5 separate regions of the Mus musculus genome follow, and regions 2, 3, 4 and 5 are each linked to region 1. Evidence: chromatin contacts called from public Hi-C, HiChIP or PLAC-seq and promoter capture Hi-C data. All regions are on one chromosome and are shown on one strand. The core of a region is the stretch at or near the end of the contact, and the rest is flanking DNA. Distances in the headings are between cores, read along the strand shown.

Region 1 (2,526 bases), core at 14-2,513:
ATGCCTATGGGGAGAGTAGACTGGTACTGCCAGAGAGGACTCTGGGAGGATGGGGGCAATACATCAAATGGCTTTTCTCCAGGGTTTCCATTGGCCTCCCATGATAGATGGGGGCAGAGGCACCCAGGAGAGCAGTATTTTTGGTCTGCAGCTGGGAACGTGCACTGAGTTTTCCTTAATACCCACAGCACCCAAAAGACTTCGTAGTAATACACTTTAACGCACGAAAGACCCATAAATTATCCTTCAAACTGCACAATTTCCAGTCTGGAACAACTTGGAAAAACCAGCCTAACAAGCAGGCTCTTCTTGACTCTCTGAAGTAAACCTGATGAGAAAGGTCAAGCCAAAAATCACCTTCCTTATGAATCTCAGAAAGTTTTAGGAAAGCAAGAGCATTGTAATCAAACGGTGCTAAAGACGCCTTATGTTTACATTGGATTCAAGTTTCAACACCCTGACCCCAGAATCCTCTCTCCCTCCCCTGCAGCTTCTCTGCCTGAACCCAAGAGCGACCGCTGCCCTTCCCAATCCCGGGTGCCAGCCTCTGCCACACCTGGCAGCAGACAGCTGAATGTACTGGGTGACCCAAGCAGTAAGGCTATGCCTTGGGATGCCCAGCAGGCCCCACCGAGGACCCTGGTGCTCGGCACTTGGAACCCAAGCTTCCAGAATCAACCCTTGGTACCCACAATATTACACTCTGAACCCTGCTACAAACACCGAGTCTAGATCACCCTGGCTGACAGTCCTCTTACCTAGGAGCAGAGAGGCGCTCTTGGGTCTGTGAGCACTGCCCAGTCGGCGTGCTGTGCACTCGCCCTCTACCGCGCGCGGGCTACTGTTCCGCCACCCCAGCGCGCTCGCAGCGCGCGCATCCCTCACTCCAGGCTCTCTTGAGCGCTGTCCCCTTCTAGCCTGAGAGCTCAGGCTGGGCAATGCAGCTTCTGCAGGCGCCAGTGTTGACTTTGGTACTTCTGGTCATCCAGGAACAGGGAATTTCACGACCAGGGAGACCCTCACTCCCTTCGCTTCCCTTGCGTGCCCACGATCTCGTGTTCCTACATCTACTCGGGACAGTTCTTTCAAGGGTGCGCTTCAGCCCACAAAGATCTAGCTAGACAGGGATCCAAGCACACCGTCCCAGGGAGCCCGGCAACCCCAGTCCGCCGCACCGCGTTGCACCCGTATCGGGGCTCGGCTCAGAGAAGCCTGACTCACCGATGCGCTCCCCTCCGGCTCCAGGCGCTCTCTGCCGTGCTGGAGCACAGAGCTTCTTTAACAGGCTTCCTGACTGTATTTAGCCCCTCCTCCAGGCTCGTCACACCCTCTCCAAATCCTGCCCCCCACTCACCCGACCCCTCCCTCTCTGGCCAACTCCAATCCCAGCCCGCACCTGCTGTGACTAGACCCAGGGGTCCGGGTTGTAAGGGTCCTGGGGACAAGGGATGGATAGCTCCCGAGTTGATGGGACATAGCCAGGAAAAGCCAGTCAGGGAAGAATTCAAAACCCCTGGTTTAGATGAAAATGCATGGTGGGGGGAGGTCACAGATGCAGAGAGAGATTTTCTAGGGCACCAGGCAAGGTAGCTGGCTCCAAACACCAATGGGCAGACAGGCTGAGCAGGGCTGAGTTGATTGGCTGAGTTGGAGTCCCTTTACCTCTTCCCCTGGCTCACTGCCTTGCTAGCCTCCTGGGGTGACTTAGTCTTCTTTGGTGGCCAGGATATCAGGTGTTGCTATCTCTGCAAATCTGAGAGCTGAAGGAACACTGAGAACACCCACAACACCGGAAACTCCTGGATTGGCCAGTGCCAGGGGTTGCTCTGAAACCAGGCAGAAGCAGAATTAACTAGAATGTCAAGACAGAGGTATATCTGCCTGAGGTCAAAGGAAGAGGACCTTAGGTGTTCAGATTACCCCAACTCCCACTCCCACTGCCAGCCTTAGCACTGGCATTGCAGGGGCCTCCCAGGAGAGCTGGTCCCTTGGAAACTGTAGATGGAACTGTGTCTGTATGTGCTCCCTGCGTGTTTCTAGATCTGGGGTCCTAGGGCTTCTGTCGGTTTTTAGGAGTCAGTAAACACAGACCCAGGAGAAAGCCAGGCCTTCTGCACCACCCCAGGGCTCACCTCAATTCTCTCTCACCTCTTTTGTCTACTTACTTATGGTGGGGGGTCCTCAGTTGGCCCTCCAGAATGTCTTGGATCTGATAGATTCAGGAGCTGATGGGGTCTTCCCCGTTTGACCTCCCCTTCCTCTATGGTGTTTACACCTCAGCTTCAAGGGAGAAATATGCCCTAAGTCAGCTTTTTCACCAAATGTGCACTAACAATTGTAATAAAATTCTATGGATTTTGGAAATGAACACACACACACACACACTTGTGTGAAATGACTTACTTCCTTCGGAAAGACATGTTCTATGCCCCACCCCCACCTTCATGAATGCCACAGGAAGGAATGGATGCAGGAAAGTGAGTGACAGAGGGAAGGTAAGGTACGAAGGTGACACCTTAGTCTAGG
Region 2 (2,526 bases), core at 15-2,514, 250 kb before region 1:
CTGAGTGGCTGGACTTTAGCTAATTCATTTAATCTCCTTGAATCTTAGTATTTTCATCCTTTAAATGATAGTGAAGTGTGTCTTGCTGAATATTACCTGTTTCTGGTAAATGTGCAAAGAAATGACTGTCAAAGCAAGCAGAAAACTGCTAAATGAGCATAAAATCCAAAAAAATTTATCATTTTATGACTTTTGAAATTCATTATAATGCCTGACACTTTGCAGGCACCAGCCAACTGGTGCGCCTCCATCTATTATTTAATGTGGTGAGGGGATATGCTATCACTTGTCACCACTAAGGACCCACTAAATCTCATCTCATTCCATCCCCCCACTTCTCGTTTGATGAAGAGGAACCTGAGGCTAGGAAAGGTTAAGCAACACATTCAAGGTCACACAGCTAAGAGCCTGTGCTCTCACGGGGTTCCCACATTTGCCTTCCTCTGGTCCCAGAACAGGGACAGCTTCTGGTCATGCTAAGAGGTAAAGGATTCAGCCAGCTCTATGAAGGTATTAAAGGCAGAGCTGGGACCAGCGCGAGGCCTGTCGGCTGTCGGTCCAGTGCTCAGCTCCGGCTCCCTTTCTGGCAGAGGTGGACACCTGAGATAGAAGGAGGCTCTCGTAGCTTCTTCTGTTCTCACCTCTTGGAGGCGTGCCTCTCACGGTCCAGGTTTCTTTTTTGTCATCGAATATATTTATATTTATATTCCTTTCACAAAGGAGAAAATGGGAGCATAGAGAGATCGCCTGAGCTTTTCTCTTCCAGGTAGAACACTTCCACATACTGCAGTAAGAGGAGAAAGCCGGATGGTTGGAATTTGAATATGAGGAGACACGTTAGTGACAAGCAGTAAGGCTGAACTGGAAGAAGCCAGCCAATCCCCTTCCACTTCCTTCCTGAGGTCTTTGCCTCTTCTGAGCTTGGCTTAGCCCTGACCGGAGTGAGCTCAGACACGACAGAAAGAAAGAGGAAATAGATTGTGTTTGTCTGTGGTGCTAGAGTAAGATACGGAGCAACAGTCACCCTAAAGGCCAGCCTGGACTTCCCCAGCTGACATTTGCTTTACTCGGGGGATCGATAATCTTGGCCGCAACACCTACAAAACCTGGGCCTGAGCTGCCTCCATTTCCAGCCTGCTTGGGTTTCAGTTCTTTCCAAGGTATCATTTCCTGGTTGTTTCTTTGGCAGTTTCTTCTGCACCGGCAAGGTTTAGTGTGCCCGGGCGTTTACCAGGTGTTGGCTCCCCCCTGCTGTCAGAAAGAAGCATTGCAAGGACTTGACAAGTTGCGTGTATCTCATGAACTCAAGAACTCATTGTCTGGGAGTGCTTGTCTCACGTCTCCTCAACAAGACATTGACTGTCCACGCGAGTGGGTCCAAGATCGGTAGCCATCAGTGCTCAGTTCACACTGCTGTTTATGCATTAAGGGAGTCGGTTTATGGAGCAATCAACGTGGTTTAGCACGCAATGCTTTCTAATTTCTGAGAACTTGGGCCTTTTGTTAAGGCCACTCCCAGCCTTCCTGGCCTCCTCTGAGCAGGCAGCATGGATACTTCTGATCGCGGTGGGAGCTGAATCCACCTTAGGTGCCTTGACACTCTCAGGCTTTTTACAGCAGGTCACCAGAGACTGGAGTCCCTTCAGGGCTGAGGAAGTGGAAGGGTTTCATCAGTCTACTGAGAGCTACCGGCCACTTGAGGTCCTCAGGGTTGGAGAGGCTAAGTTTCCTTCTTATTTACATTGCTGAACTGTCCTAGAGCAGTGGTCCTGGGCTCCTGTTACCAGCTTCAGAGGCTTGTCTCAGCCCTTAGGGCAGGGGCTCTCAGCCTTTGAATAGAGACTCAACCCCTTTCGCAGGGTCGCAGAAGACCATGGGAAGACGTAGAAATTTACATTACAATTCATAAAGATAGCAAAATTAAAGTCATAAAGTAGCAATAAAATAATTTTATGGCTGGGGGTCACCACACCACGAGGAACTGTATTAAAGGGTCACAGCATCAGGAAGGCTGAGAGCCACCGCCTTAGGAGGCGTCTACATCTTCAGCTCATGCTCCGTCTCTTGTCTGGGCTTCTTGTTTTCCTTGCCTTTCAGGTTCCCATGTTCTTAAAGTCCTAGAGGTCATAGGTTCCCCAAAGCTTCTTTCCAAAGAATAAAGGCCACCGCCCACTACTCTATATTGTAAGCACGCACTGTCTCTTGGGTTCCTCCTCATTTGTGTGACTCAAGCCTTTCTTACCCCCATAGGTACTACTCGGGACTCTCTCCCAGGGTGCATTGCTTCTGCTCCAGCTAGAATATAAATAGCTGGCTGCCAGTCCCTGGGCCGTCCCCTCAATACTTCAAACTGTGTGTGCCAGGGAGGGATTCAGCCAGGAGCGCACAGAGATGGCTCAGAGACTCCGGCTTTCCAATGGCCTGTGTCACTCAGCAGGCCCCGAGCATCTGTAGATTCTAAGCAAACATTTTATTTTGTCTTTGTCTGCATTATGACATGGTTTGTGATCCCCCCCCCCCACTTAT
Region 3 (2,526 bases), core at 11-2,510, 210 kb after region 1:
CACAAAGACACTGGCGTCAGGTCAAATGCTTCCCAGCTCTCCCCCTTGGGTTAATGCTAACTTATCCCCCAAGGGTTTCTGGGAGGTCTCCTTCCCCTTGTACATCTCCTTCCTGTTTCAGTTTTCCACGCCCAAGCCTTGCCTTTACCTCCTGCTGCTTTCTTGAAGTCTGCTGCCAAGTTCCCGGCCTCCCTCAGAGGTGTGCTGTCCACAATGAGCAGTTTCTGCAAGTCAGCTAAGTCCTCTAGTCTCTTCTGCTGAACGGTCATCTCGACCTACGGTTATCCATCATTACCCTGAGACACCTGGACTATAAAGAGAGTAAAGGAAGGAAGGAAGTGTGTGTCTGTCTGTGTCTCTATATGTCTCTCTGTGTGTGTATGTGCATGTCTGTCTGTCTGACTGACTGTCTGTCTGTCTTGGGGTGAATTTGATCATGAAGGGCTTCAGAGCCAGGGAAGGATCTGATACATGCTCTTCACTGTGGTGGCGGGGGGGGGGGGGGGGGCGGCAGGGAGAACCAGCCATGTTCACAACCTTCTGGGATTACAGGTGCGCACATCACCTCTTAAGGTTTCCAACACCTCAGAATTACCACACAGGGTCCAAGTCTGCAGAGCATGCCCCTGGACAATAACCCTCAGGCACCCAGACAGGAAACCTGACTGCAGGATTCTGAAAGCCGCCTTCACTGAGAGCTCATGTCAACAGCTGGTCAAACAGCATCACCGGCTTAGCTGACAACGTACTAAGGAGCCCACATTCTTCCCCTCACACCCCCTTACCTGTGAGCACTTCCACTTGGAAGCAGTCCAGCTGTTGCTGCGGCCAGATGGCTCTGAGATGCGTGCTGAGGCACATCTGAGAGGCAACATCTGGAGAGCTTGGGATCTCATCTTTTTTGCTAAAAATGTGCCCGAGGGAGGGGAAGCTTCAGGAAGAAAAATGCAACGCTTTGGTGACTGACTGTTGTGAGGAGAATGAGGCGTCAGAGTTTTTCTGCCTTGATTAAAACTTCTGCGGAACAAAGAAAAAAATCCACCTAAAATCCTAATTGAAACCTGCTTAATACCACAGATAATGGCAAAGGCTCTTGAGTCCTGTTAGGGAGATGCCATTCCTTGTCCTGACACGGGTGATCACAAGCTTCAGTGTCTTTAGTGCAGGCTTATGAAGAGGCTGGACCACTTGTAATGTCTGTGTTGAAATCATCTGTCCAGCAGTGATGACAGGTGACAGCAGCCCTCCGTGAGTATATCTGACCAGTAAATTTGGGACAAATAACCGTTCTACCTTGTGACAAGCCTGGATGAGATAATGCACAAGAGAGATTTGCAAAACAAAGAGCGCTTTGTAGGCTGGAAAGCGATACATGAATACATCATCTGATAAATACAGACCATTTGGGCAGAAGCCACTGTACAGAAAACTGACTTCACTGGACAGAAAGTTGCCGTGAAGTCCAGCAAAGGGGAGATGATTCTCTCTGGAACCCCAACACGCACAGGGTTATTCTTTTCCGAGGTAAAGGGTCGACTTGCATTACAGACCTTGACTGAGAAGTGAAGGCAGCTCTAGTTTTTCCTAACTTTGAAATCATTCTTTGTAGACCATTGTCCTAATTGGAGACTTCCTTCCTCATTACAGGCTCTAGACTCTCTGGAAGCCACAAAGGGTCAATGCATTCTTCTGCAGAGGCATCTCTGAGAGTAGACTAGATAATATGCATTTACCAGTCCTTGAAAATTTGTTTATTAATGAACAAATAGATGTGCTTCACTTTTTTATACATCTCTATATTTCCATTTGTGCAATACAATTTATTATCTTTGCTATGCAACAATCTGCTCCAAAGCTTAATCACCCAACATAATGATTCATTACTTTCCTGTGTCTGTGGCCTGACTGGGCAGCTCTGCTGTCCTGGCACTGGACCACTGACATGGCTGCAGCCCGCTGAGGCTGCACCAATAGCTCAGCCTGCAGCTGAACCTTTAACCACACAGCCTTCGTTTATAAGAAAGAGGACTATCTTCCTTCTGTGACCACAGATGATCTAAGGCAAACCTCCATAGCCCAGTCTTACCGAGCTGATGCCTGCCTGTGTGGAATTTACTGATATTCCTGCAGCCACCACAGGTTACAAGCTGGAGCCCAAAGCTAATGACAAGAAACTAACCAGGAAATGTGAGTGTTGGCAGCCCTGGTGTGATCATCTGCAGCACTGTGCTTCATTTACTGTAAACACATCCAACAGGATCATAAGGCCAATGAGATAGGATGGCACAGTGGGTAGAGGCACTCAGACCTAGTGACCTGAGCTGTATCCCAGGATTCCACCAGGTAGCAGAAGAGAACTGAGTCCTGAGAATTGTCCTCTGACTTCAAATGTGCACCTGCATTCAACACACAAACACACACCAAAGCATCTACACACACGACGTACATACATACACACTCATACAGAGCACCTGCACACACATGCTATACACACACACACAAACACACACGAGCACCTGTACACAC
Region 4 (2,526 bases), core at 14-2,513, 200 kb before region 1:
ATAGGGCTCCTTCCAGGCACCAAGTGAGCCCTGTAAAGGCTTTGCCCTGTGCCTCCAGCCCAGTGTTTCCAACCTGAGAGACCTGAGGAGCATTGATGGGAAGAATTCTGCGCAGGCCCCTGGGGTTTCTGCCAGAGCTGTGTTGTTATTCTTTGTAGTGAGCTGACATCTTCAAAGATCAAAGAGCAGAGGCTTAGCTCTGTCCCTCCTGCTCCCATCTTTTCTTTTGTTTTTGGAGAGAATGAAGCAGGGATCTTTGAACACCATTTTTATTTATTGTATTTATTGGGGAGTGGAGGGTACTTCTTTCACTGGGATTGAAGTTTCCAGCCCATGTTGAAAATGGCGGAAGTTGCATGTGGGCTTACCTGTCCCTGTGGAGGATTGGGCAGCAACACCATCAGACATGGAACTTCAGGAACAGATTCCAGTCGGCCTGGACTTCAGGACCCTGGCCACAGAGTCTCTGTGTTCCTACCCCACCATTGCCTTTCTCAAACTGCTCACTGTCCTTAGTTAACAAAAAGCTCAAAGACATTCTGAGCTGTCCTTTAGATAAACTTTAATTTTCTCCTTTGCCAGAAACCAAATACTTCAGGTATACTTCAGAAAATATCTGTTGAATGTGCCTTTTGTTTCTAAGAGATTTACACTGCTACCACCCTACCTATAGTTTGTTTACTCATTCTTCGAAATGGCACTCACTCTGTGCTCACACCACCTCAGGCATTCTGGGCGGGGCTGGGGCATGAAGGAGCATAAGACATGGCACTGCCCACAAAGGACTTCTCTGCACCAGGTTTGGGAAGGAGATGCAAACAGAACAAAGATCTAGAGTGAAATGTCTGGCTATTGACCTCCAGCAGTCTGCCATTTCCTCCTGATCCATTCTCTTCAGGGATAATAAAAGCACTTTTCTAAACTGCAGAATCAGTCATGATCATTGTCTCCCTGCTCCCTAAAGAATGGGCCGAGTTTCCAGGGTGCCATTTAAAACCTTCACAGGTTGGTCCCCATCTGCCCTTCCCCCTCCCAGACCCCTGGTGTCTACCTTTGAACTCCAGCTTTAGTGGATTAGATTAGAAGATGTTTCGACCCTCCTCCTGTAGATCCATTCTTCCATGCCCCTCCTGGTTCATCTTGCTTTGACTGTCCACTGGACTTCACTCATCATCTGGCTTATCTTTCCACTGTTACTCATCACCCAAGACTCACCAGCCTTAACTCTCCCACCCCGGGGCAGAATGAACTGCATTCCTTTCAACATAGTACTATTAAGAAGTTGACTTCAGTGCCATAGCTAATTCATAGCTTAGATGCCATGAAAGGGAATGCAGCATCCAGAATACCACAATAACGTCCTTGTCGAATGACTAAAAAATAAAGTGTAAAATCTTTGAACTATGCTGTGCGCTATTGTAAAGTGTGTTGTTGTACTTTTTACTGGTAACAGTGCTATGAAAAAGAAAAACTTTGCAGAGTCCCCAAGTGCCTGGCCAGGATAATCAAAATTCCAGCATTTGGAATCAAAGGCCGCTTCCTTGTCTGTTTTTCATCTTCTTTCTTTCATGTAAAGTTTGTGGGTCTGGGTTGAGACACTGTTGTAGGTTATCTGGAGTTGTTGACATCGTATAAGATAGGACTAAATGGCCTGGGGTTCATGCGGGAAGTTGGAATACTGGGGAGAGATGGAGGAGGAGGAGAGAGGAAATGAGCCTCTGGGAATGCTGGAGGCCAGGAGAAAGCCCCTCTTTCACCTCGTGGCTATCGCTGAAGTTCTTTGCTGTCTCATGGTGAAGTTGCATGGATGTGTGTGGAGTAATACTTGTAGATAATTTGGAACTTAGACATGAGATGGCTTAGACGTGATTCACCAGCGGCTGTCAGTCTATCTTCCCCAACAGCTTTCTGAGTAAGTGACAAGCTCTCCGGCTTCAACTCCTTACTCCTGCTAAACCTAGTGTTAAGAATACAAACAAGATACTTCAGAAAAGAATCTGCCTCACGTCCAGTTGGATAAAGATTTCTCATACGTTTGGGAAAAAAAAAATCACTAAAAACTTTTAGCCTTGCTTGCAGATAAATCTCCAGCATTTCATTTCACAGTAATGACCACTATTTCAAAACACTTCCCACAGGGAATCCTATCAATGGATAGGAAGTCTCCAGAAGGTTACAGATAAGGACTGGAATGTTTCCTTTATTTGAAGAGTGAAATAACTGAAAACTAACCCGCTTGGTCTTCAGAGCTGGCTTCGTGTTCTCTGTTTGCAGGAACTTGCAATGTTGGTGCTGCAGGGACATGAGGGAATCTGGTTTAGCCCCTTGCTTGGCATATGGAGTGAGGGAAGTTAGTTTAAGGTCACATAGCTTGTCAGGATGGAGCTGGAAGCAAGACCCAGCTCCCTGAAGATTGGTCCAAGTTTCTTCCCTCTATGCTAATTAGCCATGTGGTAAAGTGCTTGATGGAAAAATTTTAAAGAATAAATGTAGAAGTGTATTTACTTTTTTACATCTGCTTGCCTG
Region 5 (2,526 bases), core at 9-2,508, 170 kb before region 1:
TGAGTTCTTGTCCTGGCTTCCTTCAATAATGGACTACAATGTGGACGTGCAGTCCAAGCAAACCCTCCCCAACTTGCTTTTTGGTCATGGTATTTCATCACAGCAGTAGAAACCCTAGCTAAGACACTGTCTTTATGATTATGGTCATTATGCTATGTTTTGATTATATTTTCATGAGGGCTTCCTATCCACCACACTGTAGTAGGAATAATGGAGACCACTTTTTTGTTTTTTTGCTTTGTTTAGTTTTTATTTTTGTCTTTGCAGTTCTGAGAATGGAAGCCAGAGCTTTATGTGTGTCAGACACTCTACTACATAGCTATATCCTTAGTCCCCTCCTATTTATCTTCACAGCTCTGGTGTTTCTTTTGTCTCTGACTTGCAGCATATACAGAGTACATGCTTGTTGAGGATGTAGAGGTTGATGATAAATCTCTTTAGGACAAAGGAGGGTTTTCTACATGTTCATAACTGTACGTCTTGTCCCAGTTCCTGTTCTCAGCTGATGAGCATGATCCCAGGTTGATGGTCTCTGCGTTAAAGATGCTGTGCAGACACTTGGCCAAACCTGCACTTCACAGCAGGTCTAGCAACACCTGCCCACTTCCAGAGCAGTCATGGCTTACACAAGATAATGATGGTGATAAAGATAATTGCAGGTTGCATGGTGGCTACATGTCTTGGTGTCTAATACAGAATCTCTAATACTCAACTCAGCTGTGCAGGCTAGTGTTACTCTCCACCAAGGAAACCAAGGCACAGAGACCTGCAGAGTTCTCCTAGATCATAGAGACCCATTGTGACCCTGAGATTTGGATCCAGGTCTGTTTGATTTCAGCAACCTTATTTTTTCTGTAATTTATATCCAAACAACATCAATAAAAATGAAAGGTAATAGCTCATGTTTTAGAGAAAGAAGTAAAGAAAGGATGGAAAAAAGAGGAAAGTTTAACTGTAACTCTAACACCCGAGAAGTAAGCTGCTGCTTGAGCTTGCCCCATCTGCCTCGTCTGTCCATAACTGTACCTAGAAGACATGAGAACATGCTATTGGAACCCCACCCTGTCTTCTGGACATTGCATCAAAAGCATTATTTAGTGCCTGATCACAGCCGTCATGGCTGTAGTTTTAATGATGTGTGCTTCATCCTGATCTCAGTGTTGTTAATGGGACTCTTCCGATTCCCAGGGCAGGCTGTCCCTTCCCCTTTCTGCTCTCTGCTCTGTAAGTGCATCTGGCCTTTATTGAAGGCAGCTGTGAACAGAGTGCTGGTCTCGGTGCCAGAGAAGTTGGATTGAGTCCCAGATCTGACAGTAACTAGTTGTGTGACCTTGGGTAAGTCAGGTTCATTCAGTTTCAAGCTCTTTCTCTGGCCTATAGGCACCTCTACGGTAGGGATTGCCATTTCTCTTTTTCTTCATATTTGAATGTAGAGTATGAGGCCCATGCATGCTTGATAAAGGCCCTCAAGTTCCTCTCTTTAAACTGATATAAATAAGCCTGTTCCATAAAGATATAGTAATTATGTGAAGCTTTATGCATACATGCAGGCATACACACATTTACTACACACACACATGCTTATATACACACACTGCAGTTGTAAATCATTATCCAAATATAAGTTACTATAACTATTATAATTGCTAGGTTTAGGCAATTCACATAAAAGTCTATTCAATTATCTGGAAGAGCAGCCAGCTTCCCGGCTGAAAGTTACATCTTTCATCCAGATGTTTGGCATCCTATAGGCACAGTAGACCACAGACTTAAAGGAATCATCGTTCACTGTTTACATTGGGCCGTCTGTATTTCTTCATTGTGATGTTGTGTGCCTTGACAGCAGAGACTACATGTGCGTAACTTGCTAGCTGCAGTACCATGCTCTGCCAGGACTTTAATAAGTGCACTTTGGTGTGATTAAAATGAGGAATGTGGGATGGGGAAAGTTCAGGACCAAGAACACAGTATTTTGTAAGCACACATGCTAGAGGGTGCCTGGGGGTAGAAGCTGCTGGAATTGGTTGTGTGTTTGCAGAGGGAAACAGTCCAATAGTGTGGGAGAAGGTTTCCATTGCTCCCCAGGTACGAGGACAATGACCTTACAGAACAAGAAGAAGTAGTTCAGGGTCTTGTGAATCAATTCTTATCTCATCTATTATAATAATAATCTCTTTCTAAAACCAAGTCCTAAGAGCCAAACTTCCTTCAGCATCAACATAATATGAGCATTGTAATTCTGAGTGTTAACAGGGATTAAGTTGTGTTCAGGGCCAGTTGACTCAAAATACAAGAAATATCTTGGTTACACAGAATGCTGACAGAAAGAAAATGAAAATTCAAGGCAACTGTGCACTCAGGTAAATTGGGTTTGAAGAATAAATTGAGAAAGATGACTCTTCGACTTAAGTAACAAAATAAAATTGGGCTTAATTTTCACAGAAATATATTTCCTAGAGTGGTACAGAGTAGAAAAACAATAAGTAAAATAATAAATAAAATTACATTTTTGGGGAAAAGATTTTG

What was found. Promoter capture Hi-C pulls out the DNA fragments that hold promoters and counts their contacts. HiChIP or PLAC-seq counts read pairs in DNA pulled down with a chosen protein or histone mark. Hi-C and Micro-C count contacts between places; a contact is called where the count stands out from the background.
Region 2: a contact with region 1 is called in a FOXA1 HiChIP or PLAC-seq map of pancreatic cancer cells. The contact joins the enhancer-like site here to the promoter of Ngf in region 1. A contact is called at or near these places in 1 of 39 promoter capture datasets (stem cell-derived epiblast-like cells), 1 of 15 datasets of contacts at CTCF or cohesin (the NIH/3T3 cell line), 4 of 115 datasets of contacts at active chromatin or transcription factors (cardiomyocytes, embryonic stem cells, fibro-adipogenic progenitors and 1 more) and 1 of 9 other capture datasets (adipose tissue).
Region 3: a contact with region 1 is called in a Hi-C map of embryonic fibroblasts, with 4 times the contacts expected there. The contact joins the promoter of A230001M10Rik here to the promoter of Ngf in region 1. A contact is called at or near these places in 14 of 39 promoter capture datasets (the 3T3-L1 cell line, 3T3-L1-derived adipocytes, embryonic stem cells and 8 more), 1 of 15 datasets of contacts at CTCF or cohesin (the NIH/3T3 cell line), 33 of 484 Hi-C or Micro-C datasets (the AML12 cell line, the C2C12 cell line, the MC3T3-E1 cell line and 19 more), 2 of 115 datasets of contacts at active chromatin or transcription factors (the NIH/3T3 cell line and astrocytes) and 2 of 9 other capture datasets (adipose tissue and liver).
Region 4: a contact with region 1 is called in a CTCF HiChIP or PLAC-seq map of the NIH/3T3 cell line, with 15 read pairs. The contact joins the enhancer-like site here to the promoter of Ngf in region 1. A contact is called at or near these places in 13 of 39 promoter capture datasets (the 3T3-L1 cell line, the HPC-7 cell line, the SN4741 cell line and 8 more), 1 of 15 datasets of contacts at CTCF or cohesin (the NIH/3T3 cell line), 34 of 484 Hi-C or Micro-C datasets (the C2C12 cell line, the C3H10T1/2 cell line, the Patski cell line and 21 more), 11 of 115 datasets of contacts at active chromatin or transcription factors (the NIH/3T3 cell line, SST interneurons, craniofacial prominence and 8 more) and 3 of 9 other capture datasets (adipose tissue, embryonic stem cells and pancreatic islet).
Region 5: a promoter capture Hi-C map of second pharyngeal arch cranial neural crest shows a contact between it and region 1, with 3 times the contacts expected there. The contact joins the enhancer-like site here to the promoter of Ngf in region 1. A contact is called at or near these places in 9 of 39 promoter capture datasets (the 3T3-L1 cell line, frontonasal cranial neural crest, hippocampal neurons and 5 more), 1 of 484 Hi-C or Micro-C datasets (nephron progenitors) and 1 of 9 other capture datasets (adipose tissue).

The regions. Positions count from the first base shown.
Region 1 is chr3:102,468,656-102,471,181 of GRCm38.p6, reverse strand. Ngf (nerve growth factor) reads right to left here and starts at 1,263. Exons shown (of 3, transcript NM_001112698.2): 1 at 1,222-1,263.
Region 2 is chr3:102,713,904-102,716,429 of GRCm38.p6, reverse strand. No RefSeq gene overlaps it. Among named protein-coding and RNA genes, the nearest start is that of Tspan2, 20 kb to the left of the region's middle. Within about 2 kb of position 1,264, at least 195 of the 459 cell types and tissues checked have an H3K27ac peak or open chromatin away from gene starts, as enhancers often do. A contact at or near this core is called in adipose tissue, cardiomyocytes and pancreatic cancer cells, where this site is marked.
Region 3 is chr3:102,261,139-102,263,664 of GRCm38.p6, reverse strand. A230001M10Rik (RIKEN cDNA A230001M10 gene) reads right to left here and starts at 1,260. Exons shown (of 4, transcript NR_040391.1): 1 at 786-1,260.
Region 4 is chr3:102,669,873-102,672,398 of GRCm38.p6, reverse strand. No RefSeq gene overlaps it. Among named protein-coding and RNA genes, the nearest start is that of Gm40112, 23 kb to the left of the region's middle. Within about 2 kb of position 1,263, at least 27 of the 459 cell types and tissues checked have an H3K27ac peak or open chromatin away from gene starts, as enhancers often do. A contact at or near this core is called in the C2C12 cell line, the NIH/3T3 cell line, adipose tissue and 3 more, where this site is marked.
Region 5 is chr3:102,635,618-102,638,143 of GRCm38.p6, reverse strand. No RefSeq gene overlaps it. Among named protein-coding and RNA genes, the nearest start is that of Gm40112, 57 kb to the left of the region's middle. Within about 2 kb of position 1,258, at least 9 of the 459 cell types and tissues checked have an H3K27ac peak or open chromatin away from gene starts, as enhancers often do. A contact at or near this core is called in second pharyngeal arch cranial neural crest, where this site is marked.